Regions from separate parts of the Mus musculus genome. Here region 2 is linked to region 1. Evidence: chromatin contacts called from public Hi-C data. All regions are on one chromosome and are shown on one strand. The core of a region is the stretch at or near the end of the contact, and the rest is flanking DNA. Distances in the headings are between cores, read along the strand shown.

What was found. Hi-C and Micro-C count contacts between places; a contact is called where the count stands out from the background.
Region 2: a Hi-C map of cortical neurons shows a contact between it and region 1, with 2.8 times the contacts expected there. The contact joins the promoter of Cntnap5c here to the promoter of Vmn2r120 in region 1. A contact is called at or near these places in 3 of 39 promoter capture datasets (cranial neural crest, embryonic stem cells and hippocampal neurons) and 2 of 484 Hi-C or Micro-C datasets (both in cortical neurons).

Annotation. Positions count from the first base shown.
Region 1 is chr17:57,543,865-57,547,494 of GRCm38.p6, forward strand. Vmn2r120 (vomeronasal 2, receptor 120) reads right to left here and starts at 1,450. Exons shown (of 7, transcript NM_001104591.1): 1 at 1,327-1,450. The coding sequence starts at 1,450.
Region 2 is chr17:57,767,076-57,770,760 of GRCm38.p6, forward strand. It overlaps Cntnap5c (contactin associated protein-like 5C), which reads left to right and starts at 2,136. Exons shown (of 24, transcript NM_001081653.2): 1 at 2,136-2,576. The coding sequence starts at 2,495.

The DNA.
Region 1 (3,630 bases), core at 200-2,699:
CATTGCAATGTCTGTCTGCAATCTTCAGACTGGGCTTGTAGCACACAGATTTTAAGTCATCTCCAGAGCTTATGCTTGCAGACAAGAGTTAAGAGTCTAGCATTACTGTCCTCTGAGAGGCTTAACCCAGCAGATGAAAATGAGAAAATAAGATGAGAAATTGAGTTTAGCTTTATATCATCTCATATAAAGAGAAATACCCCTTTCATATAAAGAGAAACACAATATCCCTCAAGGGCAGAAGTTATTATAGCAAGCTAAAGTATATAAGACACTCTATCTTTTACTTTATAGACATTTACTGTTTTTAATAAATCTTGATTAGACATCACTAAAATATTTTTCAATGAGGCTTTAACTTTTACTGTCTTCAGTGTTCATTTTATCATGATTCTTGCTGTGTCATTTTAGTGGTCTGAGACAGCTGATTACTTTCAAGAGCTTATTAATTTACCACTCTTACATATATCCAAGGTGTTGTGTGGTCACCTTGACCAGCTTCAACATAAAGCCACTGTCTCTCTGTCTGGAAGCATTTAACTTTATTGCTTTGCATCCACTGATCTTCTTATATTGTTCTGTGTCTGTATACTTTGCATTTACATATTGTACATTCAGAGTGGTGACCAATCTCTCTTGATCACAGGAAAATTCCATCATTTTGGTACCTATGTCTGTGGAGATGCGTTTTGTTTTGGCACAGGTCAGCTACCAACATTAACAAGAGCCATTGATGATTAATTTATTAACACTACTAGGAGTTTTAAGTCAGAAGTTCCTCAACTCAACTATGGGCATTAGAAAGTACATGGCAATAAATTAACTTTTGAGGATACTAAGTTGTATAAAGCACTTTGCTTAAGCCTCTTCTTACTGAAAACACATCAACATTTTGGGCTGTGTTTCTGAGTAACTTGATGTTGCCTGCTTAATCACAGTTGAAGTGGAAACAGAGAAACGGTTTCCACTTTCTCTGTCTTTTGTGTTTTACTGTGTTTGCTGTCTTACTGTGTGTCCCTAAGTATGAAAGCTAAAAGGGCAAAAACCAGAGTAATATTTTCACCACTTTAAGAGTGTGAAATATTCAAAAGGAAATGGCAAAATGAATTTAGAATTTGCCATGGATAATGTCATTGTGAAGAATAAGATGGGAGACATAGAGAGAGATTCTACAGCTGTACATACTTTCTGTGTATTATCCACCATGACATTCAGATATAAAAAGAAATAAGTGCGTTGATGGTACTTACTGTTTCATAGTGGTATCAATATCAGGACCATATAGTTGTGGTGATGTTAGATATGCATGAAGGGGTAAGAATACACCAACCAATACATCTCCATCCTGGAATATAGCATCTGCCATGCCCAGAGAGCATCCTGGGTTTATTGGCTCACAGGAAGCTACAGGAAAATTCAGGAACAACAACACAGAAACAAAAATCAACATTATTCCTTGCAAAATGCTGTGCCTGGCCAGAAATTCAACCCACAAAATCATCACATCATGCACAATTGAATGTGTTCATGTATATGGGCACTTATATGTTATATGTGTTGTAGGCTGGAGAGTCTACTCATATTCCATGAATCCATTCCTTCCTCCTTGCTGCAGTCCCCAAGAGAAATCTCCAAAATTTCTACCCTCAGGTTTCACATCTGAGGTACCCTGCACAGGTAGCACAAACAAGTTGAGAAAATATGCCTGAGGTTCATCCCTGTTAGGGTGATGATAAATCATGTTCAAAAATAGCAAAACCACAGGGATCGACTCAACTTGGATAGATTGGCTCTCATATTATGTATAAACACCATTTGAAATAAAGTAAGTGAGTCATGTCAGTGACTCAAATCAAGTTGGGAGATAAATGATGTAAAAAAAAACCCAATTAAAAGAGAGACATATGGAACTATGTATCTAAATATCCAAGGTCTTTAAGGACTTAACATAAATCTTATATCTGATAGAGTCACATAGTACACTCAGTGTGTGGTCCATGGGTGTCTATATGACATTTCTATGTATAGAATTCTCTGCCAGTGTGTGCATTCTCCATTGCCTAGAAAACCAAGAAATAAATCTAGGATACATAAATCCATCTGCCTGTCATTATCTGTGTATATGTTAAACTGAGTGTTTTTTCTATACATATTAACCTCTTCAGTTCCCATGATTCAAAATCACTAAGTAGTGAATAGTGATTATATCTACAGCATTGGATTTTTCCATAGCTCACTCTGACTTGATGATATAGGGTAATTGCTAGAAATGGTTCTCTGCTCCATGAAGTACGTATTAATCACTGCTCAGTTATTTCAACATTTATCCTACTACTAGAATGTACATATGGGTATGAGGCATGAAGATCCATGTTCATATGGAACATCAGAAAAGGACTTGATTGAATGCTCACAGTCAGCTATTGGATGGATCACAGGGCCCCCAATGGAGGAGCTAGAGAAAGTACCCAAGGAGCTAAAGGGGTCTGCAACCCTATAGGTGGAACAACATTATGAACTAACCAGTACCCTGGAACTCTTAACTCTCCTGCATATGTATCAAAAGATGGCCTAGTCGGCCATCACTGGAAAGAGAGGCCCACTGGACTTGCAAACTTTATATGCCCCAGTACAGGGGAATGCCAGGGCCAAAAAATGGGAGTGGGTGGGTAGGGGAGTGGGGGGGTAGGTATGGGGGACTTTTGGGATAGCATTGGAAATGTAAATGAGGAAAATACCTAATAAAAATTAAAAAAATCAATCCCCCCCAAAAAAGAAAAGGACTTGATGAGCATTTTGTCTAAAAGTCAAGAAATAAGAACATAATGGGGTTACATATCTCTCACCTTAATTTGAATTGAGTTTGACATTTAATAATTAGTGAAGAATATATAACTTTGTGTGCACAAATTCCTGATATGCTAGCATGAAGATGAAAAGAACCCAGTGGCTGGGCTGGAGAGATGGTTTTAAGAATTGACAGCAGTGAGACCCTGACAACAAAGATCAAAGGAGAAAAAGCAACCTGGCCTGCTCAGTTTACAAGAGAAACTGCTCACATTTGTGCTACTTGAGCTACACACAAGCTCCAGCTTCAGAGTGACTCAATCTACTGCTGAAGGATACCCGCATGGCACACAAGGGTTGAATGGCATGGTCGAAAGGACAGTGAGAGGAGCTGAGGGTGCTGCAGGGAAAAGTCAGCAGTCAGTTTCTTGGCCTCCTTCACTCTTCAGTGTTGTCCCCCAGCTTAACTGAAGCGATGATGTCCTGTGCTGTCAACCATGTGTTTCTGATCAGAACTGTCCATCTGATAGTCAGTTGAATTTTGGTGTAAGATGAAGTTTAGGTTCACTTTAGACTGCCCCTTACTCCTGGTCTCAGGCTTCTGAGTAGCTGTGACTATAGGTGCACTGCCGTACCGAGGTTGCTTTTCAAGGGTAAGGAACCATTGATTCAGCCTTAGCAATGGATGTGAATTATTTCCTTCTACCTAAGTCTTGGAATGATTTATTTTCATGGTTTTTGAGCCCCAATTCTTCTGAATGGGTAAGTCCTGGGGCTATTGATATCACAAGTACCTGTTGGTTCCTTTCCTCACTTACATTCTTTTAAGGCTCCCCAGATATT
Region 2 (3,685 bases), core at 886-3,385, 220 kb after region 1:
TGAAGTCCAGTCCTTAAGCTTGTATGCAGTTTCCAAACCTATATAAACCCCATTCCCCCCCACCTTTTTTTTATTTGAATAAGGTTTGATTTGGGAAGATGTCTAGATGGATTTTTGTAAAATATAGACATTCCAAGATTTCTTTATCCACACTTTAAAAACTCTTTTTAATACTAATACTAATAATTAATCATTGACTGTGCCAAATGTATGAGCCTCTTCAAAGTCAGATGCTGTGCAGGTATGAATTATTCTATGAGCAGCAACATGGAAAGAAATACAGAATTATTCAATCTGAATTAGTCTTGTGGCAGCTGCATCAATCAGACTAAAATCCTTATGAAAGAAAAGACTTCAATAGGCAAATAATGATCTGGCTGAACTAAAATCTTCAGAGGATGCTGATGTCATTGTTTACAGTACTGTCTGTGAGGAACAGCTGTTTTCCCCCTCACCACAGTCTGAGGCACAATTAGTCAGCTTCCCAAAGCATTGGCAAATCTTATACCAATGTCTGCTGGTTAAAGCTCTAAGTTGCTCAAGCATAGGTGTGTTTGAGACAAAAATAAAATGAAAGCTACAACTGTAAATAGATTTGTAAATTAGGAGTAATTTCTCTACTATACACTAGTCTGCATATGTACACCTAAAACAGGAAGTTATGGTGTTTATTAACATCTTGAAGATATATCACAATTGTGGACTCCATAGTGACATGTTTCTATATCGTTTGAATATGTACAACAGCACATTTCTCTTGCCCTGATGGTTCATATTAAGTGACTCTGCTTGAATAGACAGATTTGTTAAATCTCACCTTGTTAAAACATTTTACTTAGTTAAAATGCATTTTGGAGATATTTTGAAGCTGTGGTGCAATTGAGTAACACTGACTTTTATCCTTTTTTTTTTCTCGATACAGGGTCTCTCTGTATAGACCTGGCTATCCTGGAACTCACTTTGTAGACCAGGCTAGCCTCAAACTCAGAAATCTGCCTGCCTCTGTCTCCCAAGTGCTGGGAACTGACATTTATTCTTAACTAATATTTTTTTCTTCAAAAAGCAAAACAAAACAAAACAAAACAAAAAAAAAAACAAAAACAAAAAACCCAAACAAACAAGGATGCTTCCTTCCTTCACACACTCCTCTAGTCATCGCTTCAGCATTGTTCCAAAAACCTGATTGATGTAAATGCCCCTAATTTGGGAGAAAGAAAAAGAGAAAGGATAGGTAGTTAGGGATGCTGGGAAGCTAGGATGCACAGATAGAAAGGAAAGAATACACAAGATACAACTCACAGACCACATGAAGCTCATGAAGAAGGAAGACCAGTGTGGAAGCTTCAGTCTTTCTTAGATGGGGGAACAAAATACTCACGGGAGGAGATACAGAGACAAAGTGTGGAGCAGAGACTGAAGGAACGGCCATCCAGAGATTGTCCCACCTTGGGATCCATCCCATATGCAGATACCAAACAGAGACACTATTGCAGATGCCAACAAGTGCTAGACGACAGGAGCCTGATACTTCTGTCACCAGAGAGGCTCTGCCAGAGCCTGACAAATACAGAGGTGGATGCTTGCAGCCAACCACTGGACTGAGCACAGAGTCCTCCAGAATTCTCAGGGACTAAACCACCAACCAAAGAGTACACATGGAGCGACCTGTGACTCCAGCCGCACATGTAGCACAGGATCAATGTGCTTGTCGGGCATCAATGGGAGGAGAGTCTCTTGGTCCTCTGAAGGGTCAATGCCCCAGTATAGGGAAATGCCAGGGCAGGGGGAGTGGGGATGGGATAGGGTGTTTCCGGAGAGGAAGCTGGGGAAAAGGGATAGCATTTGAAATGTAAATAATTAAAATATCCAATAAAATATAAAATAAAAGGTTTAAAAAAAGGAGAGAGAGAGGGAGGGAGAGAGAGAGAGAGAGAGAGAGAGAGAGAGAAAGAGAGAGAGAGAGAGAGAAAATTCTTTTGCTCCTTGCTTCCCCAGCAAGTCATCAGAGCACCTGGAAGCAGAGCTGTCTGCCAGGGACTTGCCAAGGACCCGCCCAGGCCAGCGCAGGGCGGGCTCGACTGGGGGCGGGGCCGTACAGAAGGTTCCTGAAATGAGCTGTCCGCCTCTCTGGTGCTGAACACAGCTCTAGAGTACAAATGAAGTGCTTTTGTCTGTTGGTGGAACTGGGTGCCAAGAACTGCGCTCGACTTTAGATCTTACCCTTAAAGGAAGGGAATCCGGAGGAAGACGAGGCAGGCAAGAAAGGCAAGCACAGAAAGTGACAGTTGCAGAAACTATAAACGTCGATTGGAGCTCGCATCTCCGAGGAAGCACTGAAGCAGAACGGAGTGAAGGAGAAGCGGGGGTGGGAGGGGTTTCAGGCTGTGCGGAGGAAGAAATAAAAAGAGAAATAAAAAAGGGAAAAAAAAAAAAAGGTCAAGGCTGGTGCCCGTGAATTTGGGATTCCATTGGAAGCGATCGCTCACTGAGGGAAATGGATTCTGTACCAAGACTGAATAGCGTTTTTACTTTGGTGCTCTCTGGCTTGTGGCATTTTGGATTAACAGCGACAAATTGTGAGTACTTGGAACTGGGGGCGGGAAGGTAAGGTGGGATAGGACTCTCCTGAGTAAAAGTATCTAATGTCCAACAGTATATGCTCTGCGTGAAAGGAAAGAGCAGGGTGAAACCTAGCCAGTCTAGTTTGACCATTCTAACAATCCCAAAAGTTAGCAGAGCTTTAATGAGCTTGCTTTGCTGGACTGCCTGCCTTTCATTGGAATCATAAAGTTCCCTTAGCCTGATTCTAGCTTTACTGCGCAGATCTAGAGCAAGCCTCAAAGGGCAGAGACTGTTCCTGTGTCTCCAAGATAGGTGATAATGGGACTGCAGCTCCAAATGATTTGAAATGTTCCCGAATCACCTCTACCCCCTACTGCCACCCTAAGCACACAGCTCTTTCCACTGCCTTATACATAAGGTTTCAGCTGGGAGTAGTTTGTAACTTCCTTGTAAGGGGATTGGGAGTTTGGGCCTAAGAATTGCAGCCCAAATGTAGTTATACCAGGAGATCAATGGCTGTCCTATTACAGGAGGGGGACTTTTAGTACACAATTCACCCTCAAAATTCTGGTGCCAGTGAAGGAATGAGTATGAACTGTAATACCCACATTTTGAATCCTGCAAGCACAGAGCATTTAATTCAATAGGAAAGAATTCTTGACTTCTAAAAATTCTTGCCTGCACTATATATTTATAAGACCCAGTTTGTCAAACTTGAATAAATCACTAAAGCTGTGAGAGAATCAAGCTCAATTGCCCAGTTGCTTCTCTGGGCAGTGTGAGGGAAGTTTTTCCTTCTCTGGGAACTCCCAAATGAGAAAGGATGCAATTAAGCCATCTGTGTTCTTTGCCAGGGTGGCTTATCACAGTCCCTCAAGTTTCTGTGTTTGATTCCCACATCTTGTATTTTGACACTGAACCTCCGAAATATGATCCTGATTTGGACAGTTTAATTTACTTTTATAATTCATGTTATCAGTATCAGTAACACAAGAGGAAAGAGAGAAGACTTACTATGGAGGACCCTTCTGCTTTATTTCTTAATCCTTAGAGGCTCTTGTCCCAGAATTTGCATTCCAGAAGGAAGACAGGTGGATAGATGTTCAACAGAGTCAGTGTTTCT